Regions from separate parts of the Cyprinus carpio genome. Here region 1 is linked to region 2. Evidence: chromatin contacts called from public Hi-C data. All regions are on one chromosome and are shown on one strand. Each heading gives the region's core, a stretch centred on a gene start, on an enhancer-like site or on the middle of the called end of the contact. The rest is flanking DNA. Distances are from core to core; before and after follow the strand shown.

Region 1 (5,319 bases), core at 2,202-4,701, 49 kb after region 2:
CATATCCGTAACAATTATTAATTTGTTTAAAAGCAGTCTTGCGCAATGCGCGATTGCAACATCACAAGATAGCCTACAGACATAATAAAATACAAAAACACAAAATAACAGCTCTACATCAGCTACCAGCACTAAATAGAAATATATATATATATATATATATATATATATATATATATATATATATATATATATATATATATATATATATATATATATTCATACACCGTGTTTGCTCACAAGCCACCACAAGTTCAGAAAAATCGCATGAAACTCTCAGCCAAGAGTCCATTTTACCATTCAATCTGAATTAATAACATCATATCTTATATATTATCCACCATTTGGCTCGTTCACGTTACTTTTTTATGGTATGCCTGCTACATATAATATCCGGCGCAGCAGAGACAATGAACCCGTCCTGTTACTTACATGATCGGCTAAGTTAGTTGAAGATCCCGAGATGTCCTCGTGGTCTGATTTTGAGCTGCCATCCCGTTCATCAATCACTAAATCTATGGGCATTTTTCCTTTCAAACAGCTGATGTACCGATGGCAGAAATTGTCGCAGAGTTCGTGCACTTGAGCAGAGAAAAGAAAAGCTCTGTCAACAGCCGCTCCAGAAAGAAGCACAATTAAAGGACATTATGAGCAAAGGCAGGGAAACAATAGAGAAATTGTAGCGATGCTTATTATTCTCTAGAGACCCGTGCAACAAGTTAATCGACAAAAATAAACGCTACAGACGAACATCACTATAAGTTGTCCGTGAAAATATTTATTTATGTGAAATAAATAAGAATTTTTCTATGTCAAAAACGTGGAAATAAATTAAATAACATGGTTTAAATATCAAATTATGTTCGGAGTAATTTTGTATTATTACACCAAGTAATGCAAAATCTGAATTATTCATTAAAATATTTTACCAAAAATAATAATACATTTCAAAATTGATAACGAGAAGTAAATCCATCCAAATTATTTCTGAAATTAAATCAAAACAAATCAATAAAAGATTACCTTTTCTAGCTCCAAAAGATGAAATCGTAATACTTGTATGGCTTGTATCATCTGTAAAGAGAAACGGACGTCGTTAGCCGTGTGCCTTCTCTGCAATTTAATTTTAATTTTCTTTGCATTATATTTTGCATCGAACAAAAACCTTCTATTCCAATGGAAAAAATGTAATTAAAAAATAAGAAATAATTCAATAATGTGTTTGAAAAATAAAAAGCGATTATTTTTGATATGTAAAATTGCAGGTGAAATTATTGGCCTGTGAGACGTGTTTAAGGGGGTAGATGGTGATATCAGCCCAATAATTGAATTTGAATGCACTTCAAACAGCCCTGTCACCCATCAGATCCCCTCGTATTTACTTTCACTATCTCCAGATCCAATGCAAAAAAAAAAAAAAAAAAAAAAAAAGAGTCAGACTCATTTCAGAGAAGTAAAGTGTGCGGCTGTTCCGAAGATAATCAGTGCTGGAGTGTTATCTTACCAAATTATCCAATTCAGGATTTGAAGAAAATAAAGGTTTTTCTGCGCGGACCTAAAACACACCAGAATGAGAGTTAATAGCAATCGATGAAGATGTGTGCAGAAATTCAGTCGCTAATTAAACTTCAAAATAAGCATTAAAATTGCAGTCGTCGCTAATCTGGTTAAAGTAGAAAACAGTCGCTTAATGTAGCTACTTACAACATCCAAGTGCATTCGTGGAAATATAATTAGCCATCTTAAATGAAAAGGGATCGGCTATTTTTGGCTTGGTTTTAATGCTTTAAATGCGTCTGGAAAGGCTCGAGGTGTTAGATGTGAGGGTCGTGAGTGACCTGTTTGGCGAAGACAGCGATGTCCTCGTTGAAGGAGTCTGAGGAGCACACGTCTCCTCCAGCAACCCCGGGCTCGCGGGGAGTGCATGTGGCCAGCTCACACTTCTCAAAGACCAGAGCCAGCAGAGGAAACAGAGGATGACTGCAGAGACAACAGCGACACGCTAACCTTCAGATCAACTGGCGAAAAAACGAGCCGCGAAACAAAGCAGTAATTCCAAACAGCCTACAACAGTTCAGAAATGACTTCGAAATCAAATGCATTCTACACTCGACGAGAATCGGGTTTCGTAACTTTGTTTTGGGCTGCAGTGATTTGGAACTTAAATGGAATTAAAGCAGCAATCTCCCGTTTATCGTGAAATTATTTTAAACGTGAGGTTAAAGTTTGCACGCCAATTGGTCAAGAAAATAAAAATAAGTAAAAAATAAATAAATAAATAAAAAATGCACACAAATTAATGCGCAAAACAAAATGCAATGCGTGTACAAAACGCCTTACAAAAAAGTATTTTAAAAAATAAATAAAATAAAATAAGTACTAACACCAATTACTTCAAGTTCCTGGGGGAAAAAAGAAGAAAAAAACTATTACGGGAAAGAGAAGCCCGACTGAATGAGCTCTCGGGTCCGGTATGAGTTTGGAACTCACCCGTAAATTTGATCTTTATCCCTCTTTAACACGTCGTTGACAGCTGAGCCCATGCTGGTGGGCATGACGTTGGGATGGGGGGCATGTGTGCCGTAGTGCTGGGTGGCGTGGAGCGGCGGTCCGTGATTCAGATGATGGACCTGCGGCAGCGGCCGAGGCGCGTGAGGATCCCCGTACATACCGACCCCGTCCATGCCGCCGTAATGAGCCAACTCATCGTACTGCAAGAGAAGCAGAGAGTCAGCACAAAGAGCACTAAAACAAAAGGCAAGCCTGCAGAGAAAAGTCGGCTAGCGTGAGGGGAAAGAGAAGAAAAAGTCTGGCGCGAAGCTAAAGTTTGCTGCATATTTGCGCGTAATTACCAAAAACATGGTCAAGTTGTGCTTCCCGAAGCGAGCAAAGCGTCGCGCGCGCGGCGAGTATTCCCAGCCAAGTGCGTCAGACTGAAGGAGAGGCCTGTGATAGATAGTGTATCAGTGGAGGTGAGTGCTGGAGATTTTAAACCTACCCTTTGCGCCATCAGCCTGCGCTCCAATAAACCTCTGGATCTGTGTCGTAGATTGAATTTCCCAGTCCGCTCACAAACTCATGCGCTGCAATAGATCCCCTTTTCCAGCAAACTTGGCGAATTCCTCCTATTCTCCAGAACGAGCGCAGGCATCAGGAAGAGTTTTGCAATTATTCTTCTTTTCCTCTTTGCCCCCCCAGAAAAGAAAAGAAAAAAAAGTCGAGCACCAAACTGAAGGTTACAGCCGGCCCATCAACAACCTGCGTGTAACTAAACTGTCGCGTCTCATGGCTTTTTGCCACTCCAGCTGTCAATCAAAGCCAGAGGTTGTCAAGGTAATGAATGAATGATGGTTGGTGATGATGTTCAAGAGAGGATGAATCTTTTTAGCCCCGTTTTCATCCCACAAGTCCCTGTCTCCTTTATGCCTCCGGTCCGCTTTCTTGTTTTATTACTACAGTAAAAAAAAAGATGAAAAGAGGAGAGTTTGTAAAAACGCGGCGATCTCTGGCGCGGTCTGAGATGAGTGAGTGTCAGTGAGTGTTGGCAGGTCGGCCGCTCGCTCGCTTATAGAACGCAGAGAGTTGAGCTGCGCGCATCGGCGGGAGAATGAAATGACGGAAGCCGGAAGTGGCGCTGAGCACAGCCAGTCCTGCGCGAGCTCCACGCCAAACCCTGCGCGAGAGGCGAGCGTCCAGTGCGCGAGGGGGGAGCCACGCAACTCCGCGCACCGCAGATCCCACTCACATGCGCTGAGAACTACTAGACGTCGCGGCGCGTCGGGCACGCGTCCAAACCTTAAAACTGCGCTTTTAATATCTTTATTGGAAGAAGGAAAGTCATTCCAGCCCGACTTTGCTTAATGCATAACTGATACAACTGCTATCGAGTGTCACGTCCCTTATTTTTTTTTATTTTTCTTGTGCACAACAAGGTTCAAAAAACGCATACTCAGTCGGGGCCCCTTTCAGAATAAAGTAAACTTTTCCACGCGCGAGAAGACAAAACAAAGCTAGGTATATGTTTGGAAACTGTCTTTAGTCCAACAGCATTTGAAGATTGAAATGTGAGCCGTGCATCGCGCGCTCAATTATCAAAGAGCCCCGAGATCATCAATCATTAGGAAGGCCTGAAGTTTCAGAGGAGGAGCAATGATATTGATTGTGCTACAGATGGCCCCGAATACCACAAACAGACCCTTAAAATACTACTCCTCATCAATGATCATATAGCCTGCATCGCGGCACATGTGACATCATCGTCGTATCGACCGATTTTTACATAAATGTCTACATTTCGAGCTCCCTGACTTGTTTTGTTGTCGAAATTAACAATTCACGGCTTAGTGGAGCTGAACTCATGCGGGATCTCAACAAACAAGGTCAATAAAGTGCTCCGCAGACGCCCGAACCACGGGCTTGAGTTCTGATGAAGCAGGCAATTAAAACGGATTTCATAAATGCAACAACTGCTCTGTTTATGACAGAGGGGAGGGAAGACCACGAGGAGAGAGTAGAAGTGAAGGGTACACTGTGCGATAGCGACTGCAGTGGACACAGAGCGCGCGCTGCCTGACCACTGCTTCATCGCGAGGAAGAAGATGAGGACCATCTCTATAGAGACGCGGTAAGTCCATCGCATCCTTACAGAACCGAGTGCGACTGATCACAGCAACATAACACACAACTTTACAAATAATGCGTAGAAGAATCTACTAAAGTCATAGGCTACAATAAATTAATATCTCAAAAAAAAAAAAAAAAACAACAACAACAAAAAAAGGATAGCTCTGTTAGTTCACATTTTCGGTCGATTAAATAAACTGTTTTTATGACGCGTTCGAGCAGGTTTTCAATGTATTAATCCACTGCATCACGGTTCTGCTGCTGGGTCTCACTGAAAACAAACTTTACCGACACACAAAAACACGCTTTCGGCTTCAAAAATGTTTGAAACTACATAACCGCTTCCTCTTTTAAAAAGATAATGAACATAGAATATATCGTTAAAAAACAAACAAACAAACAAAAAAACAAAAAAACCTACCGAGCGAAAACACTCATGCGACGATTCTTAAAAAAAGAAGAAGCTCAAATCTGTGTTGTGAACGGGGATCCGTGGCTCCGGCAGAGATGGCATTAACTGGAGGTAAGATTTCATCTGCTGGTGTCAAATTGAGGTCATTTTAGGGTTAAAGCTCTCGATGTCTCTGCCCAGCTGCGGCCGAGAATCCATTTCAACACTTTTACATAACCTCTCACACATTTAAACTCATCTGCTTTCAAGATTTTTGTGAAAAAAAAAACAAAAAAAACAAAAAA
Region 2 (5,210 bases), core at 918-3,417:
ATCCTGATTGTCAGTGGTTCTTCTCTCCAAAGCCTCCCTCTCTTTCTTTTTCCTCTGAACTTCCTCTGAGCTCACGCTATGTTCATCTGCAGCGTCAGCAGAAAGACTCCCGCCCGCTCGCTCTCTCTCTCTCTCTCTCGCTCAGGCTTTATTTCACTAATGTGGGCTGTATTTCCCTCATCCTCGGTGTGAGCAGCAGCAGATCTGGCTCTCTATAAATAACTGGAAAAAGCCAACTGATCCGTCTGAGAGTGAAACACAGGAAGCTCTCAGCCACACATCCTCCACAGGACCGGCCGAGCCGAACACAACCAAAACAGTCCTCAGCATATGAAGAGCAGTGAACACTGAAGCACAGCGGCAGCTCATAAACACAGCCCTGGCAGCACAGACTTTATATTTCAGCTTTGAGTGGGTTTCCCTTTTACAAGCCAGAGTCCAGAGAGGATGTGAAGGGTGAGTGTGCATTTATTTTTCAGTGATATAAAAAGAGCACGGAGCTCAGCGCTGCTTCTGTCCGTGACATCTCTCCTCGTTTGCAGCTTCTCATTAACAAACAATACTGCTGTGAAATTGCTTTAATGACAATGTAATAAAATTGCTATTGGGCTCACAGATGGCCCGAGGCGCAGCACGATCCTACAGCGCTGCATCAGACGGTGTGTGTCTCTCTGTGTGCCGTACCTGCAGACCGTGTAAATTAACCCACTTATCACCTTCTGCTCTCAGATGCTTCTCTTTCTTCAATCTTTCTCTGTTTGTTTCCCCCTCAAAACAAAACGTGCCATCCCAGAACACGAAAGCGTTTCCTCCTGTGGCCCGGCTCACTTTCATTTGCATTCACTGCACTTACACTAACAACACCGCACACACATTATTACTCTTATTTGTCTACTTCTGTCTTGTTTTTCAGTATAATATCTAGATTTACTGGAGAAGCAAAATTACTTAAGATACTCAGTTTCTGAATGTGTCACCACACATTATTACTCTTATTTGTGTACTACGATGCATAACACACACACACACACACACATATATTATAAAAATAAGTTTATACTTAAAATAAGTTTATTTTTCTGACTATTTTTTAAAACATTTCAAAAATGGTAACACAATATATTTTTGTGACTATTAGTTAACAGCATTAGTTAACATGGACTAACAATGAATAACACTTCTGCAGTATTTATTAATTTTAATGTTACGTTCTTTTTTAATGAAAAGTTGTATCTCTTAACATTAGTTGATGGACCGTGAACTAACATAAAGAAATGATGAACAATTGTATTTTAATAAACTAACATTAGCTTTAGGTTAATAAATGCTGCAAAATACATGAATTGTTCACTGTGAACTAATGCATTAGCTAATGTTAACAGATGAGACCTTACAAACACTTCTTAAGTCCTTTTGCTTCTCAAGGAAATGTATCTTGTTTTAGGAATGCTTAGATAATTGTACTGGAAACAAGACAAACACACTGAGGAAGAGAATATTTTCCAGTGCACTGCGTTGGTGTATATTATGGTTGCTCCTGCTGTTTGAAGTGCAGTGTTTTCAGGTTCTCTGTCTCTGTCCTGCAGGAGTTTTCCTCTCTCAGCTGAACAGGGTTCCTGTGAAGAGGATCTTTCTGATTTGGTCTAAATGTGCGGCATCCATCGGCCAGATGCAGACTAGTGTGCCAAAAGCGGATGGGCGCTCTGGCACTACGAGAGAGAAGCTGGAGCGGGGGGTGAGGATGGCACATGGGAACCAACAACTGAGTCAATTCTGCTAATTAACTGCCAATTAGCGGTCCCTAAATGCAAGCGATGCTGATGATGTTCTCTGCCAGCAGCTCGCGCCGCCGCTCATCTCCACTCGTCCTCTCACGCGGTATATTTAGAAAGAGTGGCCCGCGAGACTCCAGGAAAAGACTGGACGCTCTGATCTAGGTCAAAGTTAAATGGATGACCAGTAACTTCAGTCGTGACTGTGCCAGTGTGTAACAGAGACAGACAGACCTGAGTAGATCTGTGTGTTTAAACTTTCCCATGCTCTGAGCAGGAAAATCAAACATCTTCACAGGCCAGTTTATACGTTTATACATCACATTTGGAAAATATTAAGCCATTATTTTGAATTTCATAACAGCTGGCTGTGCCAAGTGAAAGGGTCATAAAAAGCATAAAGCTGATCTGTTTGTTTTTTTCTGTTTTTAGTTTGGGTTGGGGGGGAGAGTTATGAAACCTTTCTTCAGTCGTCTCAGTATAAGCAGACTATGATGATTATTCATATAAAGTCTAAAACAGAGCCACAGATTGGACGCCAGCACAGATGGTTCAGTCTGAGACGCCTCAGCTTCAGATGTTGAGACACAACTGATGAAACAACAACAGATGAGCAATACACAGAGAGAGAGAGAGAGAGAGAGAGAGAGGGAGAGAAAAAGGATCGAGGGAGGAACGGAGAGAGAGCTCATAGAAGAGGAGAGAGAGAGATGAGAGACAGAGAGAGAGAGAGAGAGATAGAGAGAGAGAGAAAATGGTGGGGGTGAGAGAATAGAGAGACACTGTTGTTTTGTAAGCGGGCTGGAATGATTAAGGGGGAGAGTGGATAGAGACGAGAGATTGTCGAGAGAGGGAGAGATGAGAGAGACTAGGGATACAAGAGAAGATAGAGAGAGAGGAGAGGTTGTTCGTAAGTCACCTATTACTCTCCATTTGTCAGATCATTAGTCAAATGAGTTTCCATGATTCATTGTTATAGAGTCACTTTTCAAATCATCATTTATTCTGTGGTGGAAATGACATTTGAAACGAATTTGAAAAAAAAATTAAATTTGAAAACGAAAACCAATTTGACATATTGAAATGGTTTGTGATTATTTCACTGTTTGTTTGGATCACAGTTTTATGTGTAATAAATAATATTTTTATAGAGTATTTTTATGGTTAACTCTTATGGTTTGGTCTGTGATTAAAAAAATACATATATATGATGAGGGCATGGTGAAACAATTCCAAGACAGTTTCAATAAAAGTTAACCCCTGGGACAGAAAAGATCCTGAAGTTGAAGAAACAAGAGCAACCAGTAATGAGACAAACCCACCTCTCTTTCATAATGCTGTGTGTGTGTGTGTGTGTGTGTGTGTGTGTGTGTGTGTGTGTGTGTGTGTGTGTGTGTGTGTGCGTGCGCGTGCGCGTGTGTGTGTGTGTGTGTGTGTGTGTGTGTGTGTGTGTGTGCTGCACTTGGTGGTGTGTAAAGCATCTCTCTCTCAAACAGGTCAAACAGGATTGCTGTACAGTTTCAGATCTAATTACCCACTGCTACATAGTGAAGCACCAACACCAGTGACCGTCTCACAGACATGCACACACACACACACGCAGAGCAGAGATCAGATCCACGGCGCAGAGAGAGATGGACAGGTAGACAGGCTTGTCAGAGCAGGAGACACGCTGTCTATTGACACGTTACACAGAGCACCCTTGTGCCTCCTCCAGGTCTGATTGTGCCCCCGAACAAAGACCTGATTCAGGACGTCCATGCAAACCTCGTCCTGCCCATCTCTCTCCCCTCTGCTCTATATCAAAGCAGGCCATCACAGGAGGACTCCGGGGCCCTTCTGGCCCATCAGCAGGAACGTCAGGAGGATCTGAGAGCTGAGCGAATGCTACCACAAATACAACCTAACCTCGGACAATCAGATAGATAGATAGATAGATAGATAGATAGATAGATAGACGGATGATAGATAGATAGATAGATAGATAGATAGATAGATAGATAGATAGATAGATAGATAGATAGATAGATAGATAGATAGATAGACTCAAGTCTTTCAGTATCTGGAGTCTCAAACTGAGTGTTGATCTCGTCTCACTCTCTCGTTCTCTCTTGGTGGTTTTCGTGGGTTACTTCAGCATTAATCAGCATGAAACAGGCAAAGCAGCTCAATGTTCTGCTGCCGTAGGTGTGTGACGGCATGAAAGCTCGGTAACCGCTGTAATTGAAACACCATCCACACCGCCGGGCGCGTGAAAGGCAGATAACGGCATTCCTGTGGCCAATTTAAGGACCTGGCCAGATCCGGCAGACAAATCACGCTCATTCTCCGGGTGTGTTGCTCATTGTGAGCCGGCACCAGAATGAGGTGTAGGGGGAAAATTGAATCACAAAAGCAAAAAAAAAATCAATTGACCCCGGGGTGGTGCGCGGGCCTGCGGGCCGATAAAGCCGAGAGCCGCCGCCTGTACCCGACAGATAGAGCGCCACGTAAATGAGTCCGCTTTGATAAATACATTAAGGGAAGCCGTGAATAAAAGGCAGGGACTTCTCATTTGTAAATAGAAGCTCCACTACACAGAATTAGACTGATAAAATAGCGCTCTGTATAATTAAGTTTGTGTAAGGCCAGAAAATCCGTGCAAATACCTTCCCGGTGTTTTGAAAAGAAGCTGTCAGCTCAATTAATCTGAACATCGGCTGCAGAATGTAGCGAAGGAAATTAAGCCTGCGATAAAAAAAAGAGCCCGGCCGAGTATTTTGATAAATAATGCCTTTATCATTTCTTTGGCTCTGTGATCATTTTATTTAATCCACCACCTCCAGTTATGAGCTAAGCCATCTACAAAGACGCTGCCGGCCAGAGCGCCGCGGCTCTAATCCGGCGGGGAGCAGATCGGGGACGGGGAGGTGTCTTCTCTTGAGGAGGAGGTGCACACTGTCCTCTTCCTCTTAATGCATCAAAGGGACACAAATGTGTGTCGAACAGCAAAGAGCCGCGGTGATAATGCATGAGTAGAGTCAGCATGCAAATGATCTCCGACGGTCAACACTGCTGGCAAAAGAGATGAAAAGTGGCTCTACTCACCAGTTGTTTACTTGTAAGATGGTGAGGCCTGTGTCTTGAGCGAGCTGCTTCTTCTGTTCTTCTGAAGGATACGGGTGCTGCAAGAGAACACAAGAGAACACACTCCATCAGGATCACGAATCAAGCAGTGCAATGACTCACAGCTAAACAACAGCAACTAGTCGACAAGCAGCAGCAACGAACTGCTCTCTGACCCAAACGTTAGAAACGTTCACGATGCTGCTTCTGCTGTGCTTCATCACACACCACTCTGTTTGCTCTTAGGATGATCAAAAGTTTAAATAAAATATTTTAGACTTGTCTGCCTCATCAGTGTCACAAAAACTGAGATGGCCAATCAAATCAAAGAAG

Evidence for each region. A called contact is a pair of places that touch in the nucleus more often than the background predicts.
Region 1: a contact with region 2 is called in a Hi-C map of skeletal muscle, with 2.5 times the contacts expected there. The contact joins the promoter of meis2a here to the enhancer-like site in region 2. A contact is called at or near these places in 3 of 8 Hi-C or Micro-C datasets (liver and skeletal muscle).

Annotation. Positions count from the first base shown.
Region 1 is chrB17:28,171,931-28,177,249 of ASM1834038v1, forward strand. meis2a (homeobox protein Meis2) reads right to left here and starts at 3,452. Exons shown (of 14, transcript XR_006156903.1): 1 at 2,999-3,452; 2 at 2,491-2,711; 3 at 1,839-1,980; 4 at 1,505-1,555; 5 at 1,024-1,074; 6 at 433-582. It overlaps LOC122140213 (a long non-coding RNA gene), which reads left to right and starts at 3,463. Exons shown (of 3, transcript XR_006156907.1): 1 at 3,463-4,624.
Region 2 is chrB17:28,124,559-28,129,768 of ASM1834038v1, forward strand. It overlaps meis2a (homeobox protein Meis2), which reads right to left. Exons shown (of 14, transcript XR_006156903.1): 9 at 4,860-4,936. Among protein-coding and RNA genes, the nearest start is that of meis2a, 48 kb to the right of the region's middle. Within about 2 kb of position 2,168, at least 1 of the 8 cell types and tissues checked has an H3K27ac peak or open chromatin away from gene starts, as enhancers often do. A contact at or near this core is called in skeletal muscle, where this site is marked.